2 separate regions of the Rattus norvegicus genome follow, and region 2 is linked to region 1. The links are chromatin contacts, called in public Hi-C maps. All regions are on one chromosome and are shown on one strand. The core of a region is the stretch at or near the end of the contact, and the rest is flanking DNA. Distances in the headings are between cores, read along the strand shown.

What was found. A called contact is a pair of places that touch in the nucleus more often than the background predicts.
Region 2: a Hi-C map of psoas muscle shows a contact between it and region 1, with 2.5 times the contacts expected there. The contact joins the promoter of Dennd6a here to the enhancer-like site in region 1. A contact is called at or near these places in 2 of 12 Hi-C or Micro-C datasets (frontal cortex and psoas muscle).

What each region holds. Positions count from the first base shown.
Region 1 is chr16:1,749,991-1,756,439 of GRCr8, forward strand. The region is part of intron 2 of Slmap (sarcolemma associated protein); the gene reads right to left. Among named protein-coding and RNA genes, the nearest start is that of Slmap, 39 kb to the right of the region's middle. Within about 2 kb of position 2,456, at least 8 of the 93 cell types and tissues checked have an H3K27ac peak or open chromatin away from gene starts, as enhancers often do.
Region 2 is chr16:1,840,825-1,847,273 of GRCr8, forward strand. Dennd6a (DENN domain containing 6A) reads left to right here and starts at 2,979. Exons shown (of 20, transcript NM_001134467.1): 1 at 2,979-3,254. The coding sequence starts at 3,027. It overlaps LOC134482439 (a long non-coding RNA gene), which reads right to left. Exons shown (of 3, transcript XR_010058539.1): 3 at 2,649-6,449.

The DNA of each region.
Region 1 (6,449 bases), core at 1,206-3,705:
TCTGCCCCTCTGCCCCTCTGCCCCTCTGCCCCTCTGCCTTTGCCCCTCTGCCTCTCTGCCCCTCTGCCCCTCTGCCCCTCTGCCCCTCTGCCCCTCTGCCTTTGCCCCTCTGCCCCTCTGCCCCTCTGCCTCTGCCCCTCTGCCCCTCTGCCCCTCTGCCCCTCTGCCTCTCTGCCCCTCTGCCCCTCTGCCCCTCTGCCCCTCTGCCTCTCTGCCCCTCTGCCTCTGCCCCTCTGCCTTTGCCCCTCTGCCTCTGCCCCTCTGCCTCTGCCCCTCTGCCCCTCTGCCTCTGTCCCTTTGCCTCTGCCCCTCTGCCTCTCTGCCTCTGCCTCTGCCCCTCTGCCCCTCTGCCCCTCTGCCTCTGTCCCTTTGCCTCTGCCCCTCTGCCTCTCTGCCTCTGCCCCTCTGCCCCTCTGCCCCTCTGCCTCTGCCCCTCTGCCCCTCTGCCCCTCTGCCCCTCTGCCCCTCTGCCCCTCTGCCCCTCTGCCCCTCTGCCCCTCTGCCTCTGCCCCTCTGCCCCTCTGCCCCTCTGCCTCTGCCCCTCTGCCTCTGCCCCTCTGCCTCTCTGCCCCTCTGCCTCTGCCCCTCTGCCCCTCTGCCTCTCTGCCCCTCTGCCCCTCTGCCCCTCTGCCCCTCTGCCTCTGCCCCTCTGCCCCTCTGCCCCTCTGCCTCTGCCCCTCTGCCTCTGCCCCTCTGCCTCTCTGCCCCTCTGCCTCTGCCCCTCTGCCCCTCTGCCCCTCTGCCCCTCTGCCCCTCTGCCTCTGCCCCTCTGCCCCTCTGCCCCTCTGCCTCTGCCCCTCTGCCTCTCTGCCCCTCTGCCCCTCTGCCCCTCTGCCCCTCTGCCCCTCTGCCTCTGCCCCTCTGCCCCTCTGCCCCTCTGCCTCTGCCCCTCTGCCTCTGCCCCTCTGCCTCTCTGCCCCTCTGCCTCTGCCCCTCTGCCTCTCTGCCCCTCTGCCTCTGCCCCTCTGCCCCTCTGCCCCTCTGCCCCTCTGCCCCTCTGCCCCTCTGCCTCTGCCCCTCTGCCCCTCTGCCCCTCTGCCTCTGCCCCTCTGCCTCTGCCCCTCTGCCTCTCTGCCCCTCTGCCTCTGCCCCTCTGCCTCTCTGCCCCTCTGCCTCTGCCCCTCTGCCCCTCTGCCCCTCTGCCCCTCTGCCCCTCTGCCGCTGCCTCCCAAGTGCTGGAATTAAAAGCATGAGCCACCACACCCAACATGATTTAACAGATGGGTTAAGATTTGTTTTTATTTTTCATAATAACTTTTTATGTTTTAATTTATAATATATTTACATTATTTCACCCTTCCCCTTCCTCCCTGCAACCCCATGCATAGCTCTCTAATTTATGTCCTTTTTCTTTAACTGGTCATGGTGTGTGTGTGTGTGTTCATGTGTGTATAAACACATGTTCCATCTGTATGATGTTACTTATATGCATATGATTTCAGAGCTGACCACTTGGGTATGGGACCACCAACTGGATCTCTTCTCTAGGGAAGATTATTTCTGCTCTCAGTACTACTTGATTGCCTATGGTTTCTTGTCTATAGTTGAGGCCCTTGAACTGCCCCCCCTCCATGTTAGCACGTCTAGTGGTATCACTGTTGTTCAGGCCTTGTTTGGGCAGCCACTAAGACACCTATGAACCACAACAGTGATCAACATGGCATGATAACCCTAAGGGTTGCTGCCAGAGTAGTATGCCAGCTTGGTGGAAACCAAAAGCTCTCTAAACACACTCAAGAACTGCTCAACAGGAGGGAAACCATGTCAGATACTGGAAACAGAGCCAACTACCCAGGCAGTGATAGTGAAGTGGATCTTGGAAGAGAACCTACAATTGCCACTTCACTAAACCAGCCTAACCCCAAACAAAACTCTAAATATTTATCCTTATACCCATAAGTGTAGTTTACAAACCACATCTCTCACACACACACACACACACACACACACACACACACACACACACACTAAAAAAAAACTCTTTGTAGCAGATGAAAAACGTTCCAGAAAACCTCAAGTGCAGACAGCAAGAGATCATGTGGTGCCCAGTTCCAACTGATACACCTACAATACAATGCTTCCACCGAAGGCTCTGGGATCATGGTAGAAGAGAGGGTGTAAAGACTATAAAAACCAGGAGAACCTTAAGTTTACTGTGAGACTGTATCTTCTAGAAATGTCAGAGCAGCTATACCCACTAAGCAACTTAACAGATTGTCAAAGCACAGTGACAAGCTGTCTCAAAGATCTTAGTGCTGCACTTGTTCCACAAACTTCCAATGCACTTGGGACACACCCCTTCCTGAAGCATAAACTAACTTGGGGAATATAAACCAAGACTCTTGATTGACAGCCCACAGACTGCAATGCTAACTGTAGCCAGCAGAGGCCACTGGTATACAAAGAACCATAAGTAAAATGGTGAAGCCAGCACGGGCGACAAGAGTTTGGAGCCTGAACAACCACACAGAGCCAGCAGGGAAACGACAGAAAGATCCTGAAGGCACCAGCCAGGCAGTCTAGTTCAACCAGTGAGTTCCTGGTTCAATCAAAGACCCCATCTCACAGAGCAAAGTTTGAGCGGGCTGGTAGAATAACTCAGGGAATAAAGGTGCTTGCCACCAATCCTGAAGGTATGTTCCCAGCAGGCCCACATGGTAGGAGAGAACCAGCCCCAATAAACTGTCCTCTGACCTTCATATGTGTCTCACAGCTTCTGTCTTACACACACACACACACACACACACACACACACACACACACACACACAAACTGCAATTTAAAAATCATTGTTAGATTTCTTTTCTTTTTTTTTTTTTTCAGAGCTGGGGACCGAACCCAGGGCCTTGCGTTTGCTAGGCAAGCGCTCTACCACTGAGCTAAATCCCCAACCCCATTGTTAGATTTCTATGTGTACATCACATGGGTATTTAGTCCCCACAAAAGTGAGAAGAGGGAATCAGACCCCCTGAAATTGGAGTTATGATAGTTATGAACCTGGTCCTCTGAAAAAGCAGCAAGAGCTCTTAATTGATAGCTATCTCTCCAATCCCCAAGTTAAAAAATATTAAGGAAATAAAACTAAATAAAAGTAGAAAGACGGGGTTGGGGATTTAGCTCAGTGGTAGAGCGCTTGCCTAGGAAGCGCAAGACCCTGGGTTCGATCCCCAGCTCCGAAAAAAAGAACCAAAAAAAAAAAAAAAAAAGTAGAAAGATATAGGAAGAGAGCCAACATTGACTTCTGGACATGTGCTGTGGCATAGCCAAACATTCCACATCAATATGCCATACAATAATAAATAAATAAATGGGATGGGTAATAATGGAAGGCAATGCACACACACATGCATATCTCTCTCTCTCTCTCTCTCTCTCTCTCTCTCTCTCACACACACACACACACACACACACACACACGGGCTTCTCACACACACATGCATCTCACACACATATACACATGCATCTCTCTCACGCACACATACACACATTCACCTGTCTCTCTCACACATATCTCATATACACACATGTATCTCACACACACATACACTCATCTCACATACACACATGCATCTCATACACACATGCATCTCTCTCATGCACACATACACACATTCACATGTCTCTCTCACACATATCTCATATACACACATGTATCTCCCACACACATACACTCATCTCACATACACACATGCATATCTCTCTCTCTCTCTCTCTCTCTCTCTCTCTCTCTCTCACACACACACACACACACACACACACACACACACGGGCATCTCACACACACATGTATCTCACACACACACACACATGCATCTCTCTCACTCACACATACACACATTCACCTGTCTCTCTCACATATATCTCATATACACACATGTATCTCACACACACATACACTCATCTCACATACACATATGCATCTCACACACACACACATACACTCATCTCACACACACACGCATCTCACACACACACACACATTTACTTACTTACATAAGACTAACAACCCCCCTAACCAAACTGATAAAGAGAAAATTAATAAAATTAAAGATGACAAGAAGAACCTTAAGATAAATACCTATGAAATCTACAGGACCAAAGCTAGGGAGATGTCTCAATCACTAACATGCTTGCCATGTAGCAAACATGAGGTCCTGACTTTGGATCTCCAACATCATGACTACATTGTTGTAGCCAGGCATACCAAAAACCTCAGTGCTGGAGGAAAAGGACAAAGGGTCACTGGGACTTGCTGACCATCAGTCTATTCAAATAAGTAAGTAAGTAAATAGTGAGCTCTTTGCTCAAGGAGAGGCCTATTTCAAATGAATAAGGTAGAGTGAGAGAAAACACCAGCATCCTACTCTGACTTCCAAGTACATAGGAGCATTACAAGTGTGAATATACCACCACCCCATCATATGCACATGCACACTCACTCACGCACAAAGCATATCAGGGTGGGGCAAAGCATGGAAACCAACACACACACGCACACGCGCACACGCGCACACGCGCGCACACACTCGCACACACCCTGTGATCCCAGCGATGGGAAGACAGAGACAGGAGAATTCCTGGGATTTGCTTAGACTTAGTGAAAGATACATCTCAAAAAAATAATGTTGGACATGGTGGCTCATGCTTTTAATCCCAGCACTCAGGCAGAAGCAGACAGTCTGCAGTTCAAGGCCAGCCTGGTCTCTATAGAATTCCAGGTCAGCCAAGATTATTTGGGGAAATCCTGTCTGGACAAACAAGGCAAAGAGTTGGGGCACTCACATAGTAACTCACAACTACCTGTAACTCCAGTTCCAAGGAAATCTTGTGTCCTTTTCTAGCCTCCAATGCCACCGGGTACACACATGGTGCACATATGGGGGTGGGGGGCGCAAAACGCTTTTAAATATTTTAAAAATAAATAAGGTGGAGAGTGAGTGAGGAAGACGCCAATATCAACCTCTAACATGCACATCCATATACAGGCACTTGTTCTTGCTCACACACATGTATACACAGAGACATGTGCACAGAGATGCCATGCAGATAGACAAATAATACACAGAATCAAATTAGAAACATGTCCTAAACAGATAAAAAAATCTAGACTTGAGAAAATTTCTATAAACAAGGCCTACCAAAAACTTAAATTGAGAAGAAATAAATAGCCTAAATATATCTATAACAAATTAACAGACTGAATGAAGAAATAGTCTCTCAACAACAAAAGTCTAGGATGGTACAGATTCACTGCTGGATCCTGCTGGACCATTAAAGAGGACCTGACACCAATGTTCCTTATCCTATTCCGTAAAATACAATGGAAGGAAGGGGCACTACAAACTCAATCTATAAAGCTATTAGTACCTCAATACCAAAACCCAGACAAAGACGCACAGAAGAGGGGCAGGGGGAGAGAGAGAGGGAGAAAAGAAAAGAAAACAAAAAAACCACAGACCAAACTCCCAGAAACACAGATGCAGCAATTCTCAATGAAGAGCCAGCGACATGGCTCAGCAGGCAAAGGGCTTCCCAGGGGCTAGAAAGGTGGCTCAGCCATGAGGGATGGCTCAGCCATGAGGGATGGCTCAGCCATGAGGGATGGCTCGGCAATTAAAGGGATGGCTCAGCGGGAAAACTGCACGTATATAAGTGTGCCCTGTGTGTACAGTGCCTACACCATTGCTGGAGTCACAGGAGGCTCTGAACTGCCTTTTAGTTCTGGGACCCTAACTTGGGTCCTCTGCAAGAGTGGTTTGCATTCTTGACCACTGAGGGGTCTCTCTGGCCAGCCCCTCTTTTACTTCCGTGGCAAGGCTCATCCTTAGATACTTTACTTAGTGAGATGTTGTGTGGCTTATTTATTTCTCAGCACGTTTGTTTTGGGTACATAGAAAAGTGGCTGGCTTTTGTGCTAATTTTGTATCATGTTACTTTGCTGAAATTGTTTGAGATCTGATGGAGTCGAGAGACTTTTAAGTCTAGGATCATGCCATCTGCAAACAGGGATAGTTTGCCTTCTTATCTCTGTTAAAGACTTTAAGAACTGTTTTAACAAGTATAGAGAGAGTGGATGCCCTTATTTCACTGTTCATTTTAAGATAGATATCCAACCAGCCAAAGTGCCAATCAAGAAAGAAACAGGCAGCTAGAGACGATTGTTCAGCAGTCAAAAGCACTGGTTGCTTACAGAAGACTCAAGCTCTGTTCTCAGCACCCACACAGCATCTCACAACTGTCTGTGACTTCAGTTCTTAGGGAACGAATTAATGCCCTCCTCTGGATTCGGTAGGCACTATACACACATGGTACAGGCAAAATACTTATACACATAAACGAATAAAAAATTTTTAAAGAGATGAATGGACAATGAAAATATATATATATATGCGCGCGCAGTGGCATAAAAACCATAAAAAGGAATAAACTCTGACATATGTAATTTAAAA
Region 2 (6,449 bases), core at 1,729-4,228, 91 kb after region 1:
AAACCATGTTTAAAGTAGATTCCAGGTCCAGCAAGATGGGTCAGTAGATGACACCACTGGCTGCCAAGTAGGCAACCTGGTTCCCATGTAATAGAAGGAGTGAACCTGCTCCTGAAAGTTGTTCTATGACCACCATATGCAAGCCACAGTAGGTATGTGCCCCCCAAACAAAGAAACATAAGAAAATCTTAAAAAACAGACACTGTGGTAGGAGTACCAAAGCTAAAAGTATAGACAGAAAACAGACACATACCTACTTCCAGTTTTTCCTGATATCTATACACCTCTGTTTAAAAGTTTAAGAAGTAATAATATGGATGTATGTTTTTGTCACTAAACCCAGATGCCTGGTGTATCTTGTTTCTCGTCACACCTCTGGCCTTCTTAATCTGTGGTTCTGGGATGCACCATTTAGTCAGATTTTCTTCTCTCTCTTAATATTTATTTATGCATATGAGTGCTTCATCTGCATGTGTGCCTCCTGCCAGAAGAGGACATCTATGTGTGGTTGCTATGCTATGTATGTGCTATGTGAGATGCTGTGTGGTTGCTAGCAATTGAACTCGAGATCTCTGAAAAAGCAGCCAGTGCTCTTAAGTGCTGAGCCATCTCTCCAGTCCCTGGACAAGATTTTCTTAGCCAAATATTATATAAGATAGTATTTCAGCCAGGAGTGGTAGATCGTGATCTATTAATCCCAGCAGCCTGGAGGCAGACCTCTGAGTTCGAGGCCAGCCTGGTCTACAGAGCTTGTTCCAGAACAGCCAGGACTGTACCAAGAAACCCGGTCTCAAACAAATAAACAATAACAGAAAAGATAGTATTGAAAGAATGGTAATTTGTGTCCACATGTCAAGGGTCCAGCACTGAGGAACAGCGGGTCATTAGAGCTTATGGATCATTAAAGTATCTTATGGCAAAGTGTCTGGACTGGGAACACTCTTCTTGACAGTGAGTAGGTCGGGTTAGCAATCACCATTGTGTTTTACCAATCCAGGCACTAGTTCTTGGAGCTGCTTGCCAATCAGGATAATAGATGGAGCTACCACTGGAGCATAGATTCTTTTTTCTAGCCCACGGCTCTTTCTAATACAGAACAGTACTGTTTTCTCGGGACAGTGGTTTAGAACCTCACTTGAATACGGTTTATGGTTTTCTTTCTGAACTCTGCTGCTTCTTTGTCACAGGCAGATTGTTTGGTGAAAGACAGTTTCTAATTTAAGTGTTGTCCCCAGTTAACTCTGTGTTAACAAAAGTTTCCAGGTGAGGTTAGAGAGATAGATGTCTTAGCAGTTACAAACACATGTTGATCTTGTAGAAAACTAAGTAAGGTTTGATTTTCAGCACCACAGTGGAGTTTACAACCGTCTTTAACTCCGGAGGATCTGGCATCCTCTTCTGGCCTCTGTGCAAACCAAACTCCACTTCAGTACCCATACATACATACAGGCAAAACACTCATACATATAAAATAAAAATAGTAAATAAATCTTTAAGAAAGTCTTCAGCATATACTACTACTGAAACTGGAGAATACTTGACCTTCAAAAGATGGGCCATTTCTCGATGGTTAAGTATTTTTATGTGTTTTAATGTTTTGTTCTACTATATTCATGTCTGTGCATCACATATGTTCCTGGTGCCTTTGGAGACGAGAAGGGCATTAGATCCCCTGGAACTGGAGTTACAAATAGTTGTGAGCCACTATGTGGGTGTTGGGAATTAAACCTGATCCTCTGCAAAAGCAGCAAGCTCTCCTAACTACTAAGCCATCACCTAACCACTAAGCCATCACTTGGAGTCCCAGTTTGTTTCTATGTAAAGTAGAAGCAGGAATAGCACTTGCCTCAGACTGTCGAGAGGCTCAGGTATGGGGATGGGTTTTGAAAAACCCATTGTGGGGCTGGGGATTTAGCTCAGTGGTAGAGCGCTTACCTAGGAAGCGCAAGGCCCTGGGTTCGGTCCCCAGCTCCGGAAAAAAAAAAAAAAAGAAAAGAAAAGAAAAACCCATTGTATGTTACCAACTGTCTTTTACACACTTTCCTATTGGGTATTACCATGTTTTCTAATTACTTTCGATGAATAAATCCTAGCAGATGCTGATAAATCCTACTTAGTGGTATCATGCTGTGCCAATAATCAATAGCAGTTCAGCGGGGCAGATGTCTCTTGAGTGACCTGCCTAGTACTGTCTGACCTCTAACAAAGTAGCTTGAAGTCAGGCCCTTCCTCCAGTGCTCAGATAACATGGTCCAAAGGTGACTGACCAACTTGGGATTCCAAGAAAGTCTGGATATGCTTAAGAGTTGAGTGAGTCCGCCGGACCAATAAAGATGGGAGCCGCCTTAGTAGGGAGGGTATTGGAGAGCGAAAGTACACATCTCTATCAGTGGACTGCAGGAGTGAACGAAGGCTTACCTTAGACTTCTTATACTTGCGGGGGTAGTCAAGGAACCTCTCAGAACTTCAGTTTCCTTAGCTGTGAAGTCAAATTAGCCAGAGGTGGCAGCCCATGCCACTAAACCCAGAATCTTGGGTGGCTGAGGCAGTACCATGTGTTAGAGGCCAGTCAGGACTACGCAAGACATAGCTAAAAAAGAAAAGAAAGACCTACCCAACACTTAACAAACAAGATAGTATCTACCATATTGATTTGTTTAATAGTTAATACTTTATTTGAACTTAGCATATCAACTGGCACAGAGTAAAAGTTTCATTAAACACCACTGTTTTAGTGATACTTTAATAATGAACTGTGTCATTCCGAGAATAATTCGTTGCTGTACTGTCGTCGGGACGAGATGAGGATTCTAAGACCAGTAGGCCAGTCGGCGCCAGCAGCAGGGGTGGCGGCGTGCAGGGAAACACACTGAACCCCCGCTCCCAGGGTCACGTGGCTCGTGGCCGCGCCCCTATCCAGGGAGTCCGGAGCTGCTGCGGCAGCACTCGGTGCGCGTGCGCGGAGGCCTGCGCGCTCTGCGGCGCGGTCCGCGGCGGAGGCGGCTCGAGCGGACAGGGGGTGGCGGATGGCTCTGCGGGACCAGGCGGTCTTCGGACCCGGTTCCCGCGGGTCGTTGGACGAGGCTGGGGCCGAGGGGCGCGAGGCGGCGGCCCTTGCGGCGGCGGGAGTCGCGCTGGAGGACGATGAGGAGGACGATGGCCGCCGGGGCCTGCTGCGCTGGGACGGCTTCTCAGCCTGGCTACACTGCGTGTGTGTGGTGGGCTTCGACCTGGAGCTGGGCCAGGCGGTGGAGGTGAGGCGGAGCCGCACCCTGTCTCCACCCTTGGGCGGCCGGGACCTGGCCGCGGCGCATCCGGGCGTGGCTCGTAGCCCCTGCGCGGCTCAGCTGGGCGGCGCTTCTCCGGCCTTTCGGTGGGAGGATCGTGGGCTGCGGCTAAGGGTGAAAAGTTCTTTGTAGGCCCCTCCTAAATACTTGTTGATGTTCCTCTTTAAAAAAACAAAACAAAACACAGCGATAACTGAAGGGTAGCGGCACCCACAAAAGGCTGCAGCAGACAGGATGTTTGCTTGGAACTTTCAAGAAAGGAACAATACCCCCCCAGCATATGTGAATTATAGTAGCCAAACGTGCACGTCCAATCCTGTGGGCTGACTGTATTGCCAATTGAGTTAACTCATAGATCGGCCCACTAAGTCCGAGTCAAAATGCTTAGCATGCATTTTCTCCCTTTTTCTCTCTGCTTCCCTTTTCTGGGTGGAGTGTTGTTGGGCCCCCATTCCCTCCAAGTCTCTCCCTAGCATTACAAATAGAATTCAGGGCCTTCTGAAAACTAGGCAAGCTCTCAAGAGCTGTTCCCACACCACCTCCCCCGTCCCCTGCTGTTTCTTAATACAGATTCTGTAACAGCTCCCAGAAACCTAATGTCAGTGGGAAAATCTTAGACTTGTAAAAATCTCAGATATCGTAACATCCTTACCTAAAAGGCCTTCGAATCTCACTCATTTTTGCCATCATTTAGTCGCCCCCCCTCTTTTTTGCTAGCATAAAAGGTTTGTCTTAATTTATCCAAGGAAAAAGTTAATAGAAAGGCATATGTTCTGAAGTTTTTAGTATTTTGTTATTGTTCTTTTGGCATCCATGAAAGATTCTAATCTTATTCTAACTTTGGTGGTCTGGTTGTTTCAAACGAGAAACTGCTGCTTGTGTATCCCACCCTCTCTTGTCTTTTGGGTCAGTATTCATTTAAATACTGAAGCTTTCATTAAGATCCAGGCACTATGCGAGTCCGGTGAACATGCACATAAAGTATGGTCTAACCTGTATTTATGGATTGAGACAATAAGGTGGAGACCTAAGAATTAATCTACACAGTCAATAGGATCAAATTTATTGCCTGACATAGTATTCAATAAACATTTGTTGTTAGAGTTAGTACATAGAGCAATTCTGTATTTTATTTGAGACAGGGATAACAATCTCCAAGGACTGAAGACATTTATTTTTAAAGATTTGTTTATATAATGTGTGTGTGAATGTTTTGCCTTCATGTCTGTATGTAGAGAGCATTTGTATCTTGTGCTTGTGGAGTCTGGAAAAGGGGGTTAGATCTACTCGATCTGCAGTCCTTCTGGTCCCGTAGGTGCTGGGAACTGAACTCACATCCTCAGGAAGAGCAGCAAGTGCTCCTAATAGCTGAGCCATCTCTCCAGCCCCTGAAGACCATCTTTTATACTAGTAATTTAATAATAAACTAAAATTACATGTGTGGCAAAATAAAAATTGGAAAGCAGAAGCTGTTATATTTGGTCACATTTTTAAAAAAGATTTATTTATGTGTGGATGTTCTGCTTGCCTGTGTGTCCCAGCTCCACTCTCCTGCCTAGAGGTCAGAAGAGGGCATCAGGGCCTCTGAACTGGGCCGGCAGATGGCTGAGAGCTGCCGCTGAGCCTGGGTCCTCTGGAACCAGAGTGTTCTTACCCAATGAGCCATCTCTCTAGCTCCATTGATTCGTTTTTAAAATCTCATCATTTGGAACATTGCTTTTTCATGAGTATTTTCCTTTTCTTAATAAGCGGAATATCTCGACAAAGTTGAGGTGATGAAAAATAAGTCATTAAAGGTTACATATTAAATTTTATTTCCCACAGCAGTTTTCTTTACGAAGTAGTTCTTAGGTTGTTTTTTTGTTTTGTTTTGTTTTTTGCTTCAAAAAAAATCAACAGTTTGAACTTTCTTGGAAAATAAGACAAAGTTCTGTTTATAGTTAGACTGTTTGAACTAATCCATGGATTCTTTGTTACATTCTGTGTCCAGATTAAGGATCACTGCTTTAAGAAAGATAGGAGAGGAAGGTTCCTTCCTTCATAAAGGATCTAAAGAAAGACAAACACTAGATGTAAGATGATTTTACTTTGAGACCAGATCTCACTCTCCTGGAATACATGTAGCCCAGGCTGGCCTTGAACTCACAGCAGTCTTCCTGTCTCAGTCTACACCCCTCACCACTCTACCTCCTAGCACTGGGATTAACTAGTGGTTTATCTGTGTGCGCGTGTGAGTGAATGGGCATGCGTGTGTGTCACTGTGCGCACAGTGAGTACTGCACAGAACAGGAGCTGATTCCTTTCTTTCATTGTGAGCCATGCTCAGGCCTAAAGACTTGGCAGCTGCAGATTCCCCTAAACAGCTGAGCCTTCTCCCTGGCCCTTAGCTTTATTCTTGGAGACCGGGTCTCCCTATGTAAACCAGGCTGGCGTCAAACTCAGGAGATCCGCCTACTGTCTCCTGAGCACACCACCGTGCCGAGCCTTTTATTTATTTTACTGAAGGAGAAATAGTTCTTTTTAAATTAACATAAAGCAGGAATGAATATATGAAATAGTTGAAGCTATATATATATACACACACACACATATATATATACACATACACATGTATACACATACACACACATATATATATAAGCTGCATGTGTGTTGCAAATGTATAGGAGTAGCAGTTAAGATGTGTTGGGAGTGACAGATGTAGTGGCTACAGCCTAAGTCTGTAAGTGACAACCAGGGAGGCTCAAAAGGAAGATTACAGAATAGCAGTCACAGATGGGGACAGCACAGTCCTGGAAGCTGCCAGCCTCATCAGTCTCAGCATCAGGATTCAGGGGCTCTCTGCTATGCCAGAAAACCTATATATTTACTTCTTTTTTTCATCCTATTTTGTTGTTTTTCAAGACGGTTTCTCTGTGTAGCCCTGGCTGTCCTGAAACTCACTCTGTAGACCAGGCTGGCCTCCAGCTCAGAGATCCACCTTCTGTCTCCTGAGTGGTAGAACTAGTAAAGGCAGATGCAACCACACCACCACCACCGGGCTATACATTTGTTTCTTAGAAATGCACAATCCACACCTAGGATCATTTGACAAAAGATGAGAGCCCAATGAATAATCCAGTTGAAGCCCTGGAGGGATGTCAGCATTCTTTAAAAAGCAAA